2 separate regions of the Gossypium hirsutum genome follow, and region 2 is linked to region 1. The links are chromatin contacts, called in public Hi-C maps. All regions are on one chromosome and are shown on one strand. Each heading gives the region's core, a stretch centred on a gene start, on an enhancer-like site or on the middle of the called end of the contact. The rest is flanking DNA. Distances are from core to core; before and after follow the strand shown. Region 1 holds the start of LOC107916754 (glycine-rich protein 2). Region 2 holds the start of LOC107916797 (thaumatin-like protein 1).

Region 1 (4,234 bases), core at 1,653-4,152:
CCCTAGATATGACTTCCTCCAAAATTTCGGCTGGGGGGACTAAATTGAGAAGATGGACACTTTTATTAGGTTAATTTGTCTTTATTTACCAAATTACCAATTTACCATTAATGCATAACTTTAAAATTTCACCTATCCTAAAGTATAATGGTTTAATTACCATTTAAGAACCTCCAATTTAAAAATTCATAACAATTAAACACCTTTAGCTAAGGGAACTCAAGTTTTGCACCTATTGCAATGTAGTCATTCTAGTCAAATTGAGCACTCAAACGATAAAATTTCTTAACGAAATTTTCACACAATTATTCTATCATGCTATAGACCTTAAAATAGTAATAAAATAAATATTTCTGCTTCAGATTTATGGTCTCAAAACAACTGTTCTGATTTGACCCAAAAATGGGTTATTACAATCGTAGAGATTGGCATAGAACTCACGTACTAGTTTCTTTTTGTTCTCCTTTCTTTCTTTCTTCTCCTTATATTCTTCCTTTTTATCTGATAACTTTTTAAGAAATGTTGTACTCATCTCATATTGAGATGCGTTTAAATAGGTGAAAAATTGACACTAGTGGCGCCTACTAGGTAGGAGTCACCAGTGGCGCCTACAAGATAGGCACCACCTGTCTTTATGCCATTCTCGTATCTCTACACGATTCATGTACCAAATCGGGGAAATATTTTGTAGTGGTGTCTCCTATGAAAAAGGCACTACTAATAAAATAACATTTTTTTAAAAGACAAAAAAATTTTATTATAAAAAATATGTGGTGCCGCTTATAAGAAAGCTACCATTAAAAACCCAATACTATTTTGATAATTAGTTTCACTAGTAGCCCATTTCAGAATTTAATTTTTTTTATATTATTTATGTAAACTAGGGCTTTTTTACCCAAATATCATAAAATAAAATAAATTAAAAATTAAAAATGGTATCCTACCCGGATTAATTACGGGAATGGGTTGTTTTGGAGGGTGGAGGGTGGTGCAGAGGTAGCACCACCCATTTTTTTTACAGTGACAAAAATTAATTAACCAAAAAAATATTATATTAATAGAGGATAACTAATAGGTGACACCAAAATAACCCTATAATCCAACACAACCCAAAAATTGGTGGTGTCTACCTGAAAAGCGACACCAAAAGAAGCAGTCTCACCTCTACTTTGTATTTTTTCTATTCTTTTTTTGAAAATAGAAAATATTGTTGTTTGTGATTAAAATACAAAAAAAAAGAAACGGCTAAGGAGCAGGAGGAGAATGGGAATGGCAGTAGTAGCTTGTTGGTAGAGTTGCCACTAGGCAAAGCAGTGGAAGGATTCGAGGTAGAGAAGGCAATATGCAGCCATGGGTTATTCATGTTGGCCCCTAACTACTGGGATTCAATCTCCTGCTCCTTCTCTTGCCCTTTGCGTCCCCTTTGCGTCTCACTTCTCCTCCTTTTACAATCACTGTCCGTATCTTTTAGCGGCCCACTTCTTCTTCTTCCATTCTTTACCTCCGTATTTACTGTGCATCCTCCCTCTCTCCACCGCACCGCCACTCTCTCTTAAACCAAGTGCTTAGAATGCTGCGGTTGTCGGAGTCCGAGGAAAACAAGGTGAGAGAGTTTTGTAGTATTGTCCAAGCATTACATGAAGAAGAAGAAGCAACTGAGTATATGAGGAGTTTTAGTGGGAGAGTTTTCAGATCCCCTACTATGTTTGAAGACATGGTCAAGTGCATTCTTCTCTGTAATTACCAACTTTCATATATTATCCCTTTATCACCATTTAATTTTTTGCATTGTCCTTAACCTATTTGATATAATGCCGCTATATACACCTGGGGCCAAATTTAAATAAGAGCACCCTCTGCATTCTATAGGTTTTCAAGAACTTTGAGCATGGATAAGGCACTTTGTGAGCTTCAGTTTGAAATTCAACACCAAATTTCTAGTTCAAAGGCTGCTGAAGATGATTTCATTTCTAAAACACCATAGTGAAAGAGTCAAAGAGGAAGTTGAGGGTGTCTAAAGTTTCCATTCGTTTAGAAAGCAAATTCATAGAGTCTAAAGTAGATAATTTAGTGTTAGAGTCCAAAGAAGAAAAAGAGGAAACATTAATACTATTTTAATCACAAACAGTAATATTTTTTATTTTCAAAAAAAGAACAGAAAAAAATACAAAGCAGAGGTGAGACTGCTTCCTTTGATGCCGCTTGTCAGGTAGGCAATTTTGGTGTTGCCTGTTAGATAGACACCACCAATTTTTGAGTTGTGTTGGATTATACGTGTTATTTTAGTGCAGCCTATTAGTTATCCTCCATCAATATAATATTTTTTTGTTAACTGATTTTTGTCACGAAAAAATAAGTGGTGTCACCTCTACACCATCCTCTAACCAAAACAACCTTTTCCCGTAATTAATAGGAGTGAAATATCATTTTCAAATTTTTTATTTTATTTTATAACATTTGAGTAAAAAAACCCGTAAACTAGCCTTATTTTTATTATGGAAATTTCATTTAAATGGTAAAATAATATCTTATTGATATTTTGAAGTGTGATTTAAAAGCATAAAAAACATGCACTAGTAAAGTTTTAAAAAACAGCGACCCCATCGAAATGTCCCATCCGCTCAGTGTGACTTTCTTTAGTCCCTAATTTACCCTTTGACCAGATTAATTAATTAATTAAATCAGTAATCATGCAGATTAATTTCTCCGTGCAGTCCGCCAATAGATAAATAAGTACATAAATACGACAGGGTAGGATTGTCCTTTAGATCAGATTTTTGTTTTTACTGTGGGGTCCCATCAAAGTAACCCTTCTTTTTCTCTCTCAGGACTCCGGACTCTTTCGTAATTTCACATCCCCCCAAAAAAACCGATTTAGGTTTCCCATCGTAAAATCTGGCGCTTCATATTCATCCACCTTATCCTTAACCCCTAGCCGTCCGATCCCTTCCTATGAAACCCCGCCGTCGTTTTGGTTCGAATTAACTTTTGAAACAGAAGTAATTATTATTAATTATAATTCCCAAAGGCTGACGTGGCAGTCACACCTTTTGCATTCCTCTGATCTTCAATATAAAGTCCCGACCTCACTGAGACTTCGCTTTTGCGCCCCCCTTTTTCATTTCTGTGGTTTGTGAGTGTTGTTTTGGGATTTTGAAGATGGGTGAGAATAGGATGACCGGCAAGGTGAAGTGGTTCGATGACCAAAAGGGTTATGGCTTCATATCCCCTGACGACGGCGGCGACGATTTGTTTGTTCACCAGTCTTCCATCCGTTCCGAGGGTTTCCGTAGCCTTGCTGATGGTGAAGAGGTCGAGTACGTTGTCGAGTCTTCTGAAGGTCGCCCCAAGGCTATTGAGGTCACTGGCCCCAACGGCAACCCTGTTCGTGGATCATCTAGATCCGGACGCGGTGGCGGTGGTGGTGGTGGTTATGGCGGTTATGGCGGTGGATCCGGTGGTTATGGTGGAGGGGGAAGGAGAGGCGGTTATGGTGGAGGAGGCGGTGGTGGAGGCGCCGGATGTTATAAGTGTGGTGAGATGGGCCATTTAGCACGGGACTGTGGGCAGGGTAGCGGTGGCGGTGGAGGCAGATATGGCGGCGGAGGGGGCGGAGGAGGCGGCGGTGCTTGTTACAACTGTGGAGGCTCTGGGCATTTCGCTAGGGAGTGTCCCAACAGTGGTCGCTAATTTTGAGGGGGGATTTAAATGTGTCATTCGCATCTCCTCCGATCCATCCTTTTTTCCTCTTCCGCTACTGTTTGTGTCGGTTTCGTTATTATCGTATGGTTTGCTTTTTATGTTTTCCTTTTCCAGTTTATGCAGGACAATTTCTCTTAGTCAGTTTGCTGTTTTGTCTTTTTGGATTTTGAAGTTGGCAAATGGTTGTAATGAGTGCTTTCGTAGTAGTCTTACAGTGAGGGTGGACATTAGTGTCGATTGGAAAACAACAATGAAGAAGAAAATGATGTTAAAACTCACTGTCATCAAGTGTTTGTATCGATATCATATAAATACAAACTGATGGATGATGGTTTGGTTTCAATCCTTTTTCTTTTAATTTCAGTACTCTTTCATGAATTTCTTTATATAATGCTTAGATGTGATTTGTTTTGGTTACGTTCTGGTTGTAATGTGCCTTGAACCTGAAATTTGTGTTAATATGATTGAACCATAATTTACAACATTTTGACATTTTTAGCATGGTGCCCTTTGTTTCAAGGTTTCTTTTGTT
Region 2 (4,283 bases), core at 183-2,682, 200 kb after region 1:
CAATTTATCCGTATTATATTCTCGAGCCTAACAATAACAAATGAAAAGAAGCTAAAAATAAGGCTCGTTTAGGGGAAGAAAATATTGGAAGAAAGTGAAGCTTAAGCTGATTTACTCGCAAAATCCAATTCTGGAAATTTCCCAAGCGTCATGCATACAATTGAAATAACTTTTACACATGCATTAGTGGATATACAGATCATGAGTTGATTTAGATGCTGGTGCAATAGACGAAATCATGAGTTGAATTGAGTGAAGCTGTTATTGCACAGGATTTTCCACCATAGCTTCATCTCTGACCAACTCTGGCTTGTCCTCAAAGCGGAAACTTTTTGAACTTGATTCAGGTTTACAACTTCTTTACATTCATTGACGTCGGTAACTTTATGCTTTCATGGTGGAGATGATGATGATTGGATTTCAGAATAAGAATGTTGGGAAAATCATTTAATTATATATTTTTAAGGATTAAATTGATAGAATTTGTAAATGTGGAGTGTCAAATTAATTGAATTATTTAGATTATGATCAAATTGGTAAAATATGAAAGTATTGAATACTAAATGTGTTATTATAACAATTAATAAAATTCACATCATCATTTCTATTAAAGATTTAATGAAGAGTGACTAAAACAAAAATAATTTAGAATGTTAGTGATAAAATTAATTTTTTTTATAATTGAGTAAATAATTGAATGACTAATTTTATAATTTTACAAAACAGCAGAAATCTTTCTAAATACCTTCTCCCATTTATTTTTTTCTTAGTAAATAAATGAAGAATAAGGGTTAAATGGAAGATATTTCAATAGTCAACTCTCTTACTCTCACATTGCTCTTCTTGTACCGGTTGCTTGACTTGGAGCTTACGTCTTATCAGAAAGATTTAACGTTTTATGAAATTTTATAAGCTGTTCAGGAAGGATAAGATCATCAATATATATATATATATTTTGGTAGAAATAAGATCATCAATCTTGATTCGATGCATAAATTCATGTAATTTGTTTCAATGGCGGAGCATTTAATGATGATAAAATTTATTTTTTGGTGTCAAATATTTTTGGTATGACTTGATTTTAGGCAATGTTACAATGTTGTTTTTGGACTTAATTTTTAATATAATCAAAATAATTGTATTAATTTACATATCAATAAAAGAAAAAAGATTTCTATTGCTGAAATCTGAAAAGAAACACCAAAAAAAAAGAGGTTGTGGTAAGTCTAAATTCCCTCTAATACATCATCAACCACCCAAAAGATGGTCGTCTTCTCTCAACTCAACCCCATATTGAGGTTCTTACCAAATTGCAGCTCTGGTCTTTTATCTAAACTAGGGTTGAGGTTTTGTTTGGAATTTCATACCCAGATTCTCCTCCCTGTATTACTATTTATTTGGGTTTACAACGAAAACGCTGCAAAGTCAAACAAAATAGACCAAATAATTGACCTTTTCTTTTGACAATTATGATGACAACAGTAACAAACAAACAGTACTTCCTACTTGAAGAAAATGAAGAAACCAAAAATAAAAGGGTTAACAAGTGAAAAGAAGGACAAGCCTAGGGGATTAAAAAAGAAAGCAAGATTAAGGAAGGATATAGGAATTAGTATTATATTACAATAGCAGTGGCTGTGTACTGATATGCACTCTCTCTATATCATTAACACTTTTGTCGGTTTTTAGTTGATCATTGATCCTCCTCTTTTCACTCTCTTCTTCGCTAATATCCTCTCCCGTGGAGTTCGGGGGGCATATTAATTACTTCACCCTCCCCTGCTTGTCCTTTCTTCTTCCATCATTCCTCATTTTTCTGCTTTGGAAATCTTCTAGGCTTGTAGCTAAGCTAAGCTAAACTAAACTTCGAAGACATGGATCTTCTTCACTCCTTTAGCTCATTAGCTCTTATTCTGTATCTCATTGTCTTAACTCTGAACTCTAAAGGTAACCCAGCTCTCTCCTTTTTTCTGGGAGTCTCTCAAGCATCGTGGTTTCTTATATTTACACTAAAAACCCCCATCTGTTTTTTCTTTCTTTCTTTCAGGTGCATTAGGTGCTTCTTTCACATTTGTCAATCGATGTGGCTACACGGTGTGGCCTGGGATATTAGCAAATGCAGGCAGTCCTACACTCGACAGCACTGGGTTCGAGCTACCAAAGGACTCGTCTCGTTCATTTCAAGCCCCAACTGGCTGGTCGGGTCGTTTTTGGGGTCGAACGGGCTGCACATTTGACGGATCCGGGTCTGGTACGTGCGTAACGGGCGACTGCGGGTCGGGTCAGATGGAATGTAACGGACTCGGAGCTGCTCCGCCCGTGACTCTGGCTGAGTTCACTCTGGGAACAGGAGGGCAAGATTTTTACGACGTCAGCCTTGTTGATGGCTACAATATCCCCACGATCGTTGAAGGCAGTGGTGGATCAGGTCTTTGTGCTTCGACGGGGTGTACAACTGACTTGAACCGTCAATGCCCGTCGGAGCTCCGGGTTGGGGACGGTGACGCTTGCAAGAGCGCGTGTGAGGCATTCGGGAGTCCCGAGTATTGTTGCAGTGGCGCGTATAGCACACCTGCCACATGTAAGCCTTCAGTTTATTCTGAGATGTTCAAGGCCGCTTGTCCCAGATCTTACAGCTATGCATACGATGATGCTACAAGCACTTTCACGTGTACTGGAGCAGATTATACGGTCACCTTTTGTCCCTCTTCTCCTAGGTAAATGAAAAAATTGCTGTCTAAACTCTGAATATGATGAAGATTATAGTGATTATTAACCCTTTTAATGTTTCCAACGATGTGGCATTTTGTTGCAGTCAAAAATCTTCGAGAGATGCTACGCCAGCTACAGAAGCTACCCCTGTGACAGGCTCAACGCCACAAGAGTCAGGGACACAACCCGGGTTAACTTATTCTGGTAATGGATATGGATATTCGGTTTCAGGGTACGGATACCCTGGTTCGGGTTCAAGTACTGGGTCAGGATCTGGGCAAACGATGTTGACAGATGGATCATGGTTAGCTGGTTTGGCAATGGGAGATTCACCAAGAACAATACCATCTCCCACTTTTCTGCTACCATTTGCACTCATGGCATCAACAGCATTGTGTTTCTTGTTTTCATTAGTTCACTTGTAGCCCATCCCTATCCTTTTGTATTATGGCTTTTGTTAAATGTGAATTCTTTACAGATTTGCAGCTTTGATGGGTAAAAATGGGGTTTTGGCCTTTGTTTGAGGAAAAAAAAAGCTGACAGATTCTTGGTCCAGATTGTAAACCATCATCAGCTTCAAGATTCCCCAATGTTATATAAACATTTAAAACTGTTGTTTCTCTTAACATTCTGGGATTTAGAGATATTTTGGTTATGTGTTGTGTTGTTAGCTTTGCTTTTTCAGCTTTGGTTGTCTGTTTCTTTTTTGGCAATTTGGATTGTAAAGAGAAAGGTGGGATCTTCTTCCTTAAAAGCTTGTTTGTAATGTGGAAATGTGAGGAATTTGGGTGTTGTATGTGAAGGATGCCCTAAGTCTCAAGTTTTCAGCTCAGCTTTTTGCCTTTGTCTGCCATGAATGATTGGACTTTGGACGTCGGTGGAAGAGGAATCAATACTAGTAAATTTTAGGTCAAATACTACATAAAGTCCTTGCACTATGCGTTTTTTGAGCTCAGTCCCTCTACTATCATTATTGCACATTTTAAAAAGAAGTACAAAATATATCAAGGAGCATATATTTTAAAAAACAAGCCGATGGATTTTTACAAAAAAAAAATAACCCTTGAATTGAAAATATATTTCAGAAATAAAAAATAAAGATTAAATCTATCAAAAATCCATAGTGCAGGGACCTTCCATAGGATTTTACCTAAATTATATTCAAATGTGAGTTGAGTACTCGAGAATATGCCTAAATAATCGTAATGGGACCTTAATAAAGTGAATAAAGTCCAAGTGGTGGGATTAATTTGCTTTGAAATTTTTGGCAAATGAAAGACCTTTTGGCACTTGGCGGTCGCAAAATTTGATCCACATCATGCAACTTTTTGACCAATTTAGGTGGTACAATGATGATGAAATGTTTACCATATGATTTGAGCACCTGAAAATACGGCTCAATTAACTTAGAGAAGCACTGTGCAAACGGAGCTTGAATAATTGCCTTCCATAATTTCTTAATAATGGAGATGCCTAATCATGCACATACTGTTGCTTGTTTCAGTCAGGGCAATCTTTTAAGTCGGTATAGAATTTTCACATGTATTATAATTCTGAATTTCACTATAATT

What was found. Hi-C and Micro-C count contacts between places; a contact is called where the count stands out from the background.
Region 2: a Hi-C map of leaf shows a contact between it and region 1, with 2.6 times the contacts expected there. The contact joins the promoter of LOC107916797 here to the promoter of LOC107916754 in region 1. A contact is called at or near these places in 3 of 34 Hi-C or Micro-C datasets (hypocotyl and leaf).

Annotation. Positions count from the first base shown.
Region 1 is chrA01:105,750,969-105,755,202 of Gossypium_hirsutum_v2.1, forward strand. LOC107916754 (glycine-rich protein 2) reads left to right here and starts at 2,903. Exons shown (of 1, transcript XM_016846121.2): 1 at 2,903-4,045. The coding sequence starts at 3,160. The coding sequence ends at 3,690.
Region 2 is chrA01:105,953,029-105,957,311 of Gossypium_hirsutum_v2.1, forward strand. LOC107916797 (thaumatin-like protein 1) reads left to right here and starts at 1,433. Exons shown (of 3, transcript XM_016846170.2): 1 at 1,433-1,947; 2 at 2,048-2,717; 3 at 2,816-3,338. The coding sequence starts at 1,875. The coding sequence ends at 3,137.